2 separate regions of the Rattus norvegicus genome follow, and region 1 is linked to region 2. A link is a contact called in public Hi-C data. All regions are on one chromosome and are shown on one strand. Each heading gives the region's core, a stretch centred on a gene start, on an enhancer-like site or on the middle of the called end of the contact. The rest is flanking DNA. Distances are from core to core; before and after follow the strand shown. Region 1 has its middle 110 kb from the start of Fn1. Region 2 holds the start of Fn1 (fibronectin 1).

Region 1 (6,585 bases), core at 2,893-5,392, 110 kb after region 2:
AAGGATTGGAAGGTGTGGCCTTGTTGGAGAAAGTATGTGACTAGGGGTGGGCTTTGAGGTTTCAAAAGCTCATACTAGGGTTGGGGATTTAGCTCAGTGGTAGAGCACTTGCCTAGCAAGCGCAAGGCCCTGGGTTTGGTCCCCAGCTCCGAAAAAAAGAAAAAAAAATTAAAAAAAAAAAAAAAAAGCTCATACTAGGTCCAGTTATCTGAGAATCAGGATGCAGCTCTCTGCTGCTGCTCTCATGCCATTCTGCTCGCCATAATGTTATTGTACTAAACCTCTGAGAGAGTAAGCAAACCGTCCCCTCCCCGACTAAGTGCTTTCTTTCATGAGAGTTGTCTTGGACATGGTGTCTCTTCACAGCAGTAGAACACTGCCTAAGATATCACTGATTTTTGAATGTGAAAGTATGGGGCTTTTCTATGCACACTCTAGCTCAGAAATAATGACAGAAGACCTCGTACATTTATTAAAAGCTTCAGGCACTAAGCTGGGCAGATTCTGATCTATTCTAACCTGACTATACTAACCTGGCCTACTTCCCAGTCAGATGGCCCTGTACCTGCCATCCTGGTCTCCTAGCCTCCTTCTTTCTCTGTGAGCCTCCCTGGGTCCCATCTCAGACCCTCTGCCTCTCTCAGGGCACAGAAGTCCTGCCTATTCTCTCCTGCCCAGTCATAGGCTGGTTGTCTCTTAATTAAGCAAGCAGAATATGATGGAAATTGATGTTTACAAAATACGGGGCCGGAAATGCTTCGTAATAATGGCAATACCAAAGTCTGAACGGTGCTCAGATCTCTAGGTACAGAAATCAGCATTTGAATGCACACACACACACACACACACACACACACACACACACACACACACACAATCCCCCAAGACTTGAGGATATTCAAATAAAGAATAATGCTTATTTTTTATGTCTGATACTGATTCTCTTTACTCTTTCCAACAGTGCTCCATGATCAAAAGTTGAACCTTTGCCTCTTACTGGGTTGAGCCAAGAGGCAGCATGGCAGATTTGGGGTAGGAGCAAAGAGATTGAATCCACTCCCTTGATCTCCAAGGAGGAGAGGTGTAACTTTCTGGAAGTTACAGATCTCTTCCGTCAAGACAATCTTACTCTGTGTCATGTCTCCACTGTGTTTGCCTTTGCCTAGAGGAGGAAATGGCTCCTCTCTGTTTCCAGGCTACATACTTTAGTCCACCCCCACTCCCTTAACAGAGCTGGTGAATATTTAGTGTTTGGCAAGTTCCCTGGTGTAACTCTTTCTGCAAGGAGTGATTTCGAGATTCCAATCCAAGTCACTGAAGATAAGGACAAGAGAACTGTAGGCCACACACCAACCTAGCCCGTCCACACTCTCCTAAGTCCATTGACTTTTTAACTCCAACTAGAGTAGTGAATTCTGTTTCCCTGTCAGAACTCTGCCACAGAGGAAGAAAACATCCTGTACATGGCTTTATACCCATGGAAAAGTTCTAAGAACTGGGTCAAAGTTCGATCAATTCAATGTCTTCATGGCTATCGCCTAACTAAATACTCACCAAAATGTTACACTGATTTAAAGACCCATAGACGATACCAGTATCCAGCTCTGCAAAATCCTAACACTAGATTTAAACTTTTCTAAAAAAAGATTTATTGTATGTATGTGAGTGCACTGTCACTGTCTTCAGACACACCAGAAGAGGGCATCAGATCCCATTACAGATGGTTGTGAGCCACCACATGGTTGCTGGGAATTGAACTCAGGACCTCTGGTAGAACAGTCAGTGCTCTTAACCACTGAGTCATCTGTCCAGTCCCTTAAACATTTTCTTAATCATTGTCAATGCACAAGTTAGATTATGCCTTACTGCATTCAGTCATATGCTGAAGTTTGTATGGCCTAAGAAAAGCATCTTATTATAGTTTTGTATGTGTTGACTTTCTTTTGTGAATTAGGAGACTCAAAATAGAGAATATGTGAGTCACTTCTAGAGCATAGCAGACTTCCAGCTGCTGTAATATCTTGGCTTTCCACTGTAGGAGTCAGGAGAGGTGGTCAACTGTACCAGTGTTCCCTATGTCTATAGAATGACTTCTGTCTGCATAAAATTCATATGTCAAAGCTGTAACCTCAGTGGGACTTCATCAGGAGATGGGGTCTTTAGTAGATATTTAATGCTAATGAAACAAACAGGGCAGAGTCCTAATCCTATAAAAAGAAGAAAGAACTCAGCTGCACGAGGACACAGAGAACAGGCAGCTGTCTAGTTAAGCAAGAAGAGAATTCTCACGGGAATCTGACGTGTTCTGCTCTCAGACACATACTTTCTAGAACTGTGAAGAAACACACTTGTGTTGTTCGAACCATTCATTCTATGGTAATATGTCCTGGCAAGCCAAGCAGACTAGGGTATCCATGAGACAGAAGTGAAACTCCCAGGAGAGGATAGAGCGTGGACCTGTTTTGGTCAGACCCAAAAAACTACCTGGAGTTGGTAAGACAGACTTAGACGCAGAAAAAACTGACACCCCAGGGGTGGGAAGGCCCTCAGGTAGAAGCAATGGAGTACCTGGGGAAGAGTCAGGTTCTAACCTCTTCAGTCCATACAGTTCACATTTTTTCCCGTAGGAAAGACCTCCCTGACTGAGTGTCTTCATCTAGAACGCTAAAAGGTATCCAAAAGGCAGCACTTAGATTGTATTCTACAAATTTAAAGTGCTCAAGCGAGTGACCCCCACATGGAACTCTAACTGAGGACTTTGTGGATTTCTAAGCCGCCTTTTTCAGGGTCAGGTTTTCTGCATGACCTGTCTTCTCAGTGTTTCAAAATGTCAGCCACGAAAATTAACCCTCCTCACTCCCCTCCACCAAATGTCTCATCGTAGTTCAAAAGAGAAAGCCATTCTCTAGCGTACTCTTGGATAACCGTCAAAGTCAGGGTCTCTGCTCCTTGTGTCTCACTGACCCCTCTCCCTGCCCCAGATAAAAGCTCCTGAATACACGCCATACCCAACTGCTTTCTCTCTTCCATTCCTGTATCCTAGCCACCTGTATCTCCTCTTTAGCCTGTGGCATCCATTTATTGGTAACCTTCTACACCTTCAGTGGAACCTTCTAGTTCTTCGTCTCACGTTGTGGCCCAAGTGCTCATCAAATAATGATCAGGTCATGACCCTTCTTTCATGCCCTGATTGTTGTAATAGTTGTGACTGTGAAGTCCTTAATATCTTGTGCTTGCCCAGGTCACCAGCCTCACTGCTCCTACGTCCCCAGTACTCACCAGCTTTGACCTCATTGCTCTCCACTTCAACGTCTCCCCTGATCCTCCAATCAAACTTCTGTCATATATGCTCTCTAAGAGTATACGATCCCTCCACCCACTGTCTCTTATATTAATTGTCTCTTATAGATCTTTAATAGATAAATAAACATAAATAGATAAATATATCATATATATCATATATCACATGTCATGTCACACATCACATGTCACATATCATATATATATAATAGATATATAGATATTTCAGAAAATGATAATATTAATTTAGCATTAGTCACTGCCACCTGACCGAGCTCCTCAAGGATTGGCATATTTATCTTGTCCCACTCTCTCTTCTCCAGCACCCAGTTGAGAAATTTGTACATAGAAAGGACTTAATAAATATTCTTTAAATGATGGGCTTCCGTTCATACCAGAAGAGATTCGAGGAAGACTATCTGTGGGTCACGGCACCAAAAGGGACTGCTCCTTGCACTTCCTGGGAAAGCTGGTTTATTTTGCATCCTTGGCTCTTGCCCTAAGAATGGAACTCACACATCAGTAGGATACTAAGCAGAGATACGGCATTATTTTCATCATTGAACTCGTTCTCAAAGTAGCTGCCTATTTCCATTCAAGAACATCAGTTAGGGGAGAGCAACACACAGCTTGTAATACATTGTTATTTTTTAGGTCCCCACCCTCAAACATATGATTGCATGAAAATTAATTCACTTATGTCATGTACACCACCCATAAGATTTAGCATTCTGAGAAATGTGTTTTGTTTTTCAGTTATAAAGAGCTGGTCTAGAGGCATATGTTAGACCCACTTCAGTCTTTGCCCAAATATGGTGACATAACACTCTGGGATAAGGCCAATAGCCTAGATTTATAGCTTAAAATCCAGACTGGGTGAAACAGGATCCCAGTGAGTCAAAGTGCGTGATTGTTCCAAAAGTCTGGGCAGGTGCCAGCCATTCATAGCTTGCTATTTCCAGTGAGATTTCGAAACATGAACACTTGTAGTCCTCATTAACAACAATCAAGAGATGTAAAATCACAGTCAGGACTTCTAGCTAAAGAGGTAAAGTACACACCCACGCTGTCTCTACCGGTGTGCTGAGAACTGCAGAGTCCCCATGTTGTAAAACCTGACAAGACAGGAATGTAAGACAAAGCCTTAACTGTTTGATATGGGTTCGGGAGTCCAGGAAGTGTGTCAACACACTCAATTAGAATTTGTATGGTCACAATTTATTTTGGGTATTTTCCCGAATGCCAGGTCAATATTTATAGAACCTGGGCTGAACTGAGTGGCAGACAGTTCTGGTGGCATGCGGCTGCTTTAGGTGGAGATTCCTGGATGTCCCCTACCTTTCCCCATTCCTCCTAGCTAAAACCCATCCTTTATATCTACAGAGTCTGGAATTTACCATTCTCCAATTCCTTACAGGCAGAGGTCCTGCCTTCTTTGAAAACCCAGAGACTCCTTAGAACGGCAGTTACTTCCCAGGGCATCAATCATTCCACCTTATGTAGAAATTAAATATACTATCAGTGCGATAACTTACTCTTAACCCCTCAAACTAAACCTTCTGTCAATTTTAAGTAGGCAGCATTTGCTTCCACCTGTGTGAATAGGCTTGCAGAAGTTCCCATGAGGTTTAAAGCAGACTAACACATACACTGTCATCTCTGAGCGAAAGGGAGGGGTGTGCCTGGAAGCAACTGTCAGCATGAACCCAATGCCACACGGTACCCCATTAATGTCTGCAATCAATATGTATTGATAAAAATTGCATTACATGTGTTTATTGCACATGTGCACATGCATGTGCGTTCATGTTGGTGTGTGCATGTGTACCACAGCATATATATGGAGATCAGAGGACAGCTTTCAGGGGTTGGTTCTCTCCTTCCATTATGTGGGTCTTGGGGGTCAAACCTAGGTCATCAGACTTGGAGTCAAATGCCCTTACACCCTGAACTGTCTCATCAGCCCAGGAAATTTTAAGTTGTTTTTTTTTTTTTTTAAAAACTTGTGTGTGTGCACAGACAAGTGCACATGAACACAGGTGTTTGAGGAGGCCAGAGGTGTCATATCCCCCTGAAGTTGGAGTCACAGGTATTGTGAACTATCTGACCCTGGTGCTGGGAACTTAACTCTGGTCCTGTGCAAGAGCGGCATGCACTCTTAACTTCTGAGCCTTCTCTCCAGCCTCCCCAGTAAAAAGTCTCAAATGAAGAAGCAGAAGTGTGGAACCTCAGCACACACGGCAATAACGTGAAGAAGATGATGAGAAAGAAATCCGTTGATCTGAAAACTGTCTCCAGCAGCTCGGTCTCTTCCCCACACGGTGCTGCTGCTGGCTTTGCTTGTGTTGCTGCATATGCTTGTTGGTTCAAAGAAAACGGAGCTGAAATGATTAGGAAGAGGTAGGGGGGAAGTCCGCAAGTACTCTCTGTTCGACGACACTGAAACCCACAGAAGAGCATAGCAACCAGCTGAAAAACTTCAGCTCTACATCCACCAGAAAAATCTTTCTCTACTTTTCATATTGGGATAGATAAAAGCTGTGACTTGTTCCCACAATCACAAACACTTAAGCCAGAAAGCCATGGTATCCTTTGAAGTTTTAGGAGTTTGTGTCACTAACCAGCATGTACCAAAGACTCAGAAAGGCACGCTCAGAGATTGGCTAGTTTAACTACTGGCTTTTGTTCCTGTTAGCGGCAACTGGTAGCACTTTCACACTGACTTAGTCTTGCAGAAAATAAAATATATCTGTTTTTCGATCATGCCTTAGTTTCCCTAAATTGAAGTTGACAATTTAACCCCCCTCAAGTTTCTGCCTATTAATTTTTCATGTCTAGATCTAGAAAAAGCTGTATGATGTCATGGGATGTGTCTGGGTCTGGTGCCATGTTTTGAGATGCGACACCATGTCATGACATCTCACTGAAGCAGGCGGTAATAAAGAAGTTCATGGGGTGGTAGAACGGCTCGCTGTGTAAGGATGCTTGCACCAGACCTGGAGGAACGAGCTCCATCCTCAGGATCTGGTGGTGGTAGATGGAGAGGACCAACTCTCTAAAGTTGACCTCCGACCTCCCCATGTGCCTTGTGGAACATGTGTACCCACATTTGCTCACAAAATAAATATATTAAAGATGTAATTTAAAAACTTAAGAAAAAAGACATTTACACCATGTTGCAGGCAGACACAGGCTTTCTTTAGTAAACTCTAGAAATATTCATTTGTGATCAAATAATTTATACTCTCTTAACTGAAAATTATTTATCCTGATTTAATTAACGAA
Region 2 (6,690 bases), core at 4,065-6,564:
CAGTACCAGGAAAACATCTCTCAGATAATCTCCAGATCTAAGAAGACCCACTCAGCACTTGAATAACCACTAAGGCTCTTTTTATTTTTCCTAGCTGGCGCCTAAGGCCCTGTTGAACTGAGAACTGCTTTTTCTAGTTATTCGGTGTCCTCTGGAGAAGCAGAATGTGTTGGTTATGCAGTTTTTCTGGACATCTTATGACACCGTAGGGTTGCCAAAGCATTATCCAGTGTTACAACTCTCTCTAGGAATCCAGAAGCCACGGCGGGCTGTGTGTTCAACAGAAAAGAGCTAAAACTTACTCCGGGAGGTGCAGGTGATACGCCCATTGCCTTCGCCCAGACAAGTACAGTCCACCATCATCCAGCCTTGGTAGGGCTTTTCCCAGGTCTCCCCCACGACGTAGGAAGTCCCAGCAGCGTGATCAAAACATTTCTCAGCTGTAGGAGAGCAAAAAGAAAGAAGGGGGAAAGGCTATTTAAAATTATAGCATCTCCCTGTAATTTAAAGTGTAGCAAAAACCAAACCCCAGCCACATGTCTCAAAGTGGCACTCTGTTCAGAGGAGCAGGCACGCCCTGAAGCTAAGCACATAGCAAGAAGCCAAAGCAAGAGGAAGCCCCAGCCCCACTGGCAGGCAAATTCTGTTTTCCTAATGAGTACACAGACTGCATTTTCTGGCAGTCCCAGGCTTCCCACTAGCATTTCAAGTGGAAAGAAATGTACGTCTGTACCCTGTGGGAGATGACCCTATGCAAAAATCCCATTTTTTTTTTAAATTCATTAATGCAGTACTGGGAATTGAACCCAGGACCTTAGTTTGCTTCAGCAAGTACTATCTACCACTTATCTGTGTGTGTCCCTAAACTAAACCAATATAAGTTATGAACAACCTACAAAGAATGAGAGGAGAGCTCTTTAAACTTTAGACTAATGTAAAAAACAAAAACTAATTTGAAAAACAAGTCTGACTTGGAGAGCTAGGAAATAGAACCCCAAACTTTGGGATTCACAGAGTACAACTGAGGCTGAGAGAGTAAATAATTAAATAAATAATAAATAAATAAACCAAACAAAAAACCCCACAACCTTCAATGTTTGTTTTTAAGGAAATTACCAAGGAGTGACCGGAGGGAGCCATGTGACACTTTGTGTTTTAACTCACTGTGTCCCAACAAGAAATATGTCAATAGTGTGATTTTTTTTCCCCCATTAAATAGGATGTCTTCACCCAGGAGAGTGCCTCATATGTGAACAAAAGAAATCGCTTTTTCCTAAAGATTTTAACTCTACCTTGTGTTTTGAAACAAAATTAGGATTTCTTTACATTTCATACTTCGGGATCTGATTTCCTTAAGGCTGGGGGATCAGATCATTTCACTAGTTTTTACGTTGTGATTCAGATAGCCTGGCCAGTCATTTGGGTTACACAGGTTAGAGCTCTGCTTGCTCCTCCTTCCCCCACAATCACCTGAATGTGCGAGCCACTTACCTATTGGCTTGCAGGTCCATTCCCCTTTTCCATTCCCCAGACACAAACACTCCAACATATAGCCACCAGTCTCATGTGGCCTCCTCCACTTGTCACCAATCTTGTAGGACTGACCCCCTTCATGGCAGCGATCTGTTACAGATCAAAGGTAAATAAACATTAGGGGAAAGGGATTCAGAGAATTCTGGGGGTGCTGATCTTGTGTTCCTCCTGAAATAAGTGCTTATGTTGGCCAAGATGTGATCGTTAACCCTGAGATCAGCTCTCCTGCCCCCCCCCCCCAAAAAAAGCAGAAGGCCAACAACATATCTGCTCACTTCGGGTCAATTGTTAGCCATGGAGAAATCTGGATGGCAAGAAGTCATAAATCATGGTTCCTCAGGGAGGTCACAGATAATCTGTTCCCTAGACTCCTCTTAGACAGCAAGGTGAGCTGCATGGGTGTAGCGCTCCAATTTCTGGCAGAAAGCAAGTATACACACTCATGAACATGGAAACCCTGACACTTTCTTAGGCTGTTAAAGCCAATGGCTGAATTGTATGCAGGGTCTTACTGTGTACCATTGACTCTTGGGTTTTGCCAGGAAACTTGGACATTAAGTGTTGGAAATGTTGGTTTGGTCTATTCAGAAGGGACTGATGGTTCTTTTGGACAGAGGACTTTCTTTAAAAAAAAAAAACCTAACTTTTAAATATAAGAAAGTCTTATTAATAGAAAGTTCTGGCAACCCAATGAGTCATACTAGAAAGATTGCCTTAGCTGTAGACTTCCTGAGAGTCAGCCCAGCACCCAAAGTTCCTTGGAGACACACTGCTCATCATTCTGTGTTGTATTTGAGAACGGCAAGATTCTCTCCCCAATCTAATCTATTCATCACACAGAACCAGACTCCATGACAAAGAACAAAAGCTCATCTGGCTCATAGCTGAGGATGATAGTTGATCAATCATCTCGCTTAAAGATGACCAAGTAATTTAAAATAGGTACATCCCTTGTGCATATCTTATTGAAAAGAACCAAGAGATCTTCCACTGGCACATCACACACACACACACACACACACCTACACACCTACACACACACACACACCTAAACACACACCTAAACACACACATACACGCGCACACACACACACACACACAGAGGAGCAGGAGTTCCATCTCTGTTTAGATCCATCATTCAGAAGTACAAGAGCTAGCTGAGTGACCACATGGGGTTTGGTCACAAGGATAACAGATGGAGGCAGGGACAGGACAGAGAAAGCGACGTGTATATGTGACCTCCATCATCATATCACCCAAGGCCTTTCTTACTTGCAATGGTACAGCTGATCCTGCCTCGCCCAGCCCCAATGCAGGTACAGTCCCAGATCATGGAATCTTTAGGGCGCTCATAAGTGTCACCCACTTTGTAAGTGTTTCCAGTGTATTTGTCAAAACAGGTCTCTTCAGCTGTGGAAAGGAAAAAAAAAAAGTCCCGTGTGAGTTTCACATACATACACCGCTACATTGAAACTAAAGTGAGACAAATTTCAAGTTAGGCTTTAACAGAACCAGAGCTCTTGACCTTCGGCAAGCTCTCCACTGCTCTCTTATTTATAATGTAAAGAATTCTCAGGAAAAAGCCACACCCTGAGACCAGCTGAGTTGCAAAGGAAAGATTTGGAATTCCAGTCTCAAGCCAGGGAAATCAATTCAAGGGTCACAGGGACACAGTTTGAAGGTTGCCTTCTTCCCAGCAGGCGTTGGCTTTTGTCAGCCCTACTGAAATATTTCCCCTGTATCCTCCCTCAGCAGCCGCTCGGAAGGGCCTGCTGTAATTCACAAGAAGCAGATGAAGGGGCTTCGAAGACTCAGAAACTGCAGCTAACAAATCACTTTACAACTCAGTGCTTCAAAGCAGTTTCTGGTCCATAATCGGGAGCCAGAGATCTGAGATAACTTTCTAATAAATTAAGCCTTTACAAGCAAACTTTTATAAGTTTTCTTTTTGAAGGGAGACATGCAAAACCTTTCATTTTCCAATCAAAAGAATAAAAATGAAGGCTTTGGAAACTAATTTGGATTGCATTTGTTTTAGAGCACGTGAAAAGCCAGGAGAAGAAGTTTTACTAAGAGAGAATTACAAGTGATTCTTAGCAGGGTGGAGGAAAGAGCAAATGTGTTTTTATTTAAAGCATCATTTCTGCCAGGGACCAGACTGCCTTCCACTTACGTTCAGGCTTGCTCTCGCAGTTAAAACCTCTGCTTCCTCCATAGCAGGTACAAACCAGGGCGTTGCCTAGGTAGGTCCGTTCCCACTGCTGATTTATCTGATAATGCTTCCCGTTGTCAAAACAGCCAGCTGTGAAGAATTGAGGGGAAAGTTATGACAGCTTCATCCCTCCTCCCCTTTTTCCCCTACAAAGTTACTGAATTTTGCCAACTGACTTGGTGAGCCTGAACAAACACAAAAACTCTTAAAAAGCAATATTTCCCTAAAATTTTGATGTGGGAGCTAGCTAGTCAAAGATTTAAGCATTGTCTATGCAGATGGACGTTTAGGGTTTTTTTTTTTTTTTCTTATCTTTTAACATGGTTAAAAGTTATACAATGACGTCATGTCCATCTGGTCAGGGGAACTACATCAGCAGAATGGAAACATTCTGAGAGGCAAAAAAGTAGAAAATACTTTTAAATCATGAAAGGCTTCAATCTTAACAGCAACAACATCAAATAAGACAAGAAAGGAAACTTTTAAGTTGGGTGTCCTGGTGACTATGCCAGTAAACCCCAGCTCTGTAGAAGCTGAGGCAAGAGAATTGCTCCAAGTTGAACACAAGCCTGGAGAACATCAGGCTAGCTTTGGCTACAGTGTGAGATCATCTCCAAAAGAAAAAGAGAGAAAAAAAAAAAAAAAGGAGGGAGAACTTTTAAAGGAAGAGTGGGTCTCTGAAAATCTGGAAGAGAAACGCATATCCCTGCTCTTAATGAAGAATCCTTTTGGGGGAGCCCTGAGGTATCCCCCAAAGCACTGAGCTAACAACATCTCTTTCCAGTTGGTAAGAAACTACCTATTTAGATACTTTTCTTCCTCCCCATTTATTAAATATTTAACCAACTATTTACTAATAAGGAAAATAAGGATCGGGGAACTACACTAATCTCAGATGTAAAATTTTTAAGTTCATGTTTCTTTTCTCTTTCACAAGTTTGGGTTCCCGGAAGGGCGAACTGAAGGTGTGGAATTTGTTAGCGCACTTGACGGGAAGGACAGATGGTCCCTGCCTCCACTGTACCCGCAACCAGCCTGCTCAAACATAAGCCCTTTTGTGTCCACAGCTGGTTTCCTTCAATAAAGCGCGCACTCACATACGTTCGCACAGCCACGCACGCGCGCAAAACTTTAGCCACAACTTCTGCGGGAGCCGAGGACCAACCCATCCCTGGTGCCGGCCGGTTTCAGCCAGACTGTCGGTACTCACGCTTGCTCTGACTGACAGCCACCGGGGACGGAGGCTGCACGATTTGCTGAGCCTGCCTCTTGCTCTTCCCGGTTTCGGTGCAGCGCACCGATGTCCCCAGGCACAGGACTGCTAGCAGCAGCAGCCGCCCGGGTCCCGGACCCCTGAGCATCTTGAGTGGATGGGAGGAGAGTCGCCCTCTCCAGGAGGCTAGTGGCCACGAAGTGTGGTTCCCCTCGCAGCCTGCAGGAAAAGTCCTGAGGTGGGGACGCCTGTAAGAAGATGGAAGGAGGACACGGGAGAGGACCAGAAGTTGTGGCCGCTGGCCCGGCTCACACCCTGGGCTCCTTTTCTTCCCCTGTGCAGTGCAGCGGGTGCGAGCGGCTGAGCCCCAAGAGCAGAGGCTTATATGGGACAGTCCCTTCCCGCCCCCCCACGAGGCCCTGCGCGCCGGGGAGGAGGGTCCCGTCCGACTCCCCCCGCCCCTCCTGCCGCCGCAGCCGCGGCCGACCGCGCGCCGATTGGCCCGGAGTCCGGGTGACGTCACGGGGTACGGTGGGTTCGCCCCGAACAAAAGAGATGCTGATCTCCCGCCAGGTCTGGGACTGGAGAACTTCCCCCCCCCCTTTGGTTTCCTTTGCGGTCGTCAAACTTTTGGGAGGAGGATTGGGGGTAGGGATGGGAAACGGCTGTAAAGTGAAGTAGACTCGGAGGAAAGGGAGGGAGGGGCTGGAGCCGACTGAAGCCTGGGGGTAGGGGACAGGTTTACCCCCTCGTCTCTTTCCTTTTTTTTTTTTTTTTTAAATTGGTGACCGTGGTGGTGTTTGAGAACATTGCGTCACCTCTGAGAAAAGTCTGTGCTCACCGGGGTGTATTTTGTGGGAAGGGAAAAAGTCGTTAAGTGGCCACTACCTTGTCCCTGTAGGAATCCAGACTTCACTTTTGCAGCCCCGGGGCAGGGCGGCTCTTCCTGGTGCTTTTCCTGGGTCCCGGGCGCCGCCTATTCGGTGTTAGGTAGGCTTAGACCCCGGTTTCTCCATGCAGTACCTGCTTGGTTTCGAGGGAGAGCCCCGGAGAGGGTGAGCGCGTGTCAAAGGTGACCCCTTCCCTGAGCTTCTACAGCCCGGGGTTGTGCACGGCGCCCTGAAGATTCCGGGCAAACTCACAAGACCAAGTCTCTCTGCAAAGATGAAGCAACAGAAAGTTTCCTTTCTAAGTCATGAAACAAAGTTTTCCTTTCCTGGGATTGGGGTGCCCGTTTCTTTTAGAAGGCCTGTGGTGAACAGCTTGAGAGGGGGGAAATTTGAACTGGCTGATGAAGTTGGGGAGAGCGGGTAGCTTTAGGTCCACGCCACGTTCACTGGGCCATTTGCACTCAAAGCAGAGACCTAGGTGGCCTCTGAAAGAGAGCTGGGGTGGGGATGGGTACAAAGACTATGTCTTGCCTTCCTCCAGCCTTCCCCGGAATTCCCTTGCATGTATCTGGGCGTTTATTTTTTTTCAGATTTCACAGTCATGGCAGAATTCCACTATCCACCCCCTCCCTCGCCGCCAGATTTTTTAGATTTCAATTGTTATCTGCTCCAAGAATGTATAAAGTTCCACTGAAAAGTCTCCGGAAATTCTCCGGACTTTCTACACTACTGAGATTGGAGCGGGGATAGGAGACGTCCCCCTGAAGCTCACAGCTCTAACACGTTGGTCTTTTTTTTTTTTTTTCTTTTTTTTTTTTTCTTTTTTTTTTACCTTTCAGACA

Evidence for each region. Hi-C and Micro-C count contacts between places; a contact is called where the count stands out from the background.
Region 1: a Hi-C map of the A7r5 cell line shows a contact between it and region 2, with 2.3 times the contacts expected there. The contact joins the enhancer-like site here to the promoter of Fn1 in region 2. A contact is called at or near these places in 4 of 12 Hi-C or Micro-C datasets (the A7r5 cell line, the Rat2 cell line, hepatocytes and 1 more).

Annotation. Positions count from the first base shown.
Region 1 is chr9:80,818,674-80,825,258 of GRCr8, forward strand. No RefSeq gene overlaps it. Among named protein-coding and RNA genes, the nearest start is that of Fn1, 110 kb to the left of the region's middle. Within about 2 kb of position 4,143, at least 15 of the 93 cell types and tissues checked have an H3K27ac peak or open chromatin away from gene starts, as enhancers often do. A contact at or near this core is called in the A7r5 cell line, hepatocytes and liver, where this site is marked.
Region 2 is chr9:80,708,823-80,715,512 of GRCr8, forward strand. It overlaps Fn1 (fibronectin 1), which reads right to left and starts at 5,315. Exons shown (of 46, transcript NM_019143.2): 1 at 4,956-5,315; 2 at 3,707-3,835; 3 at 2,806-2,943; 4 at 1,492-1,623; 5 at 303-440. The coding sequence starts at 5,106.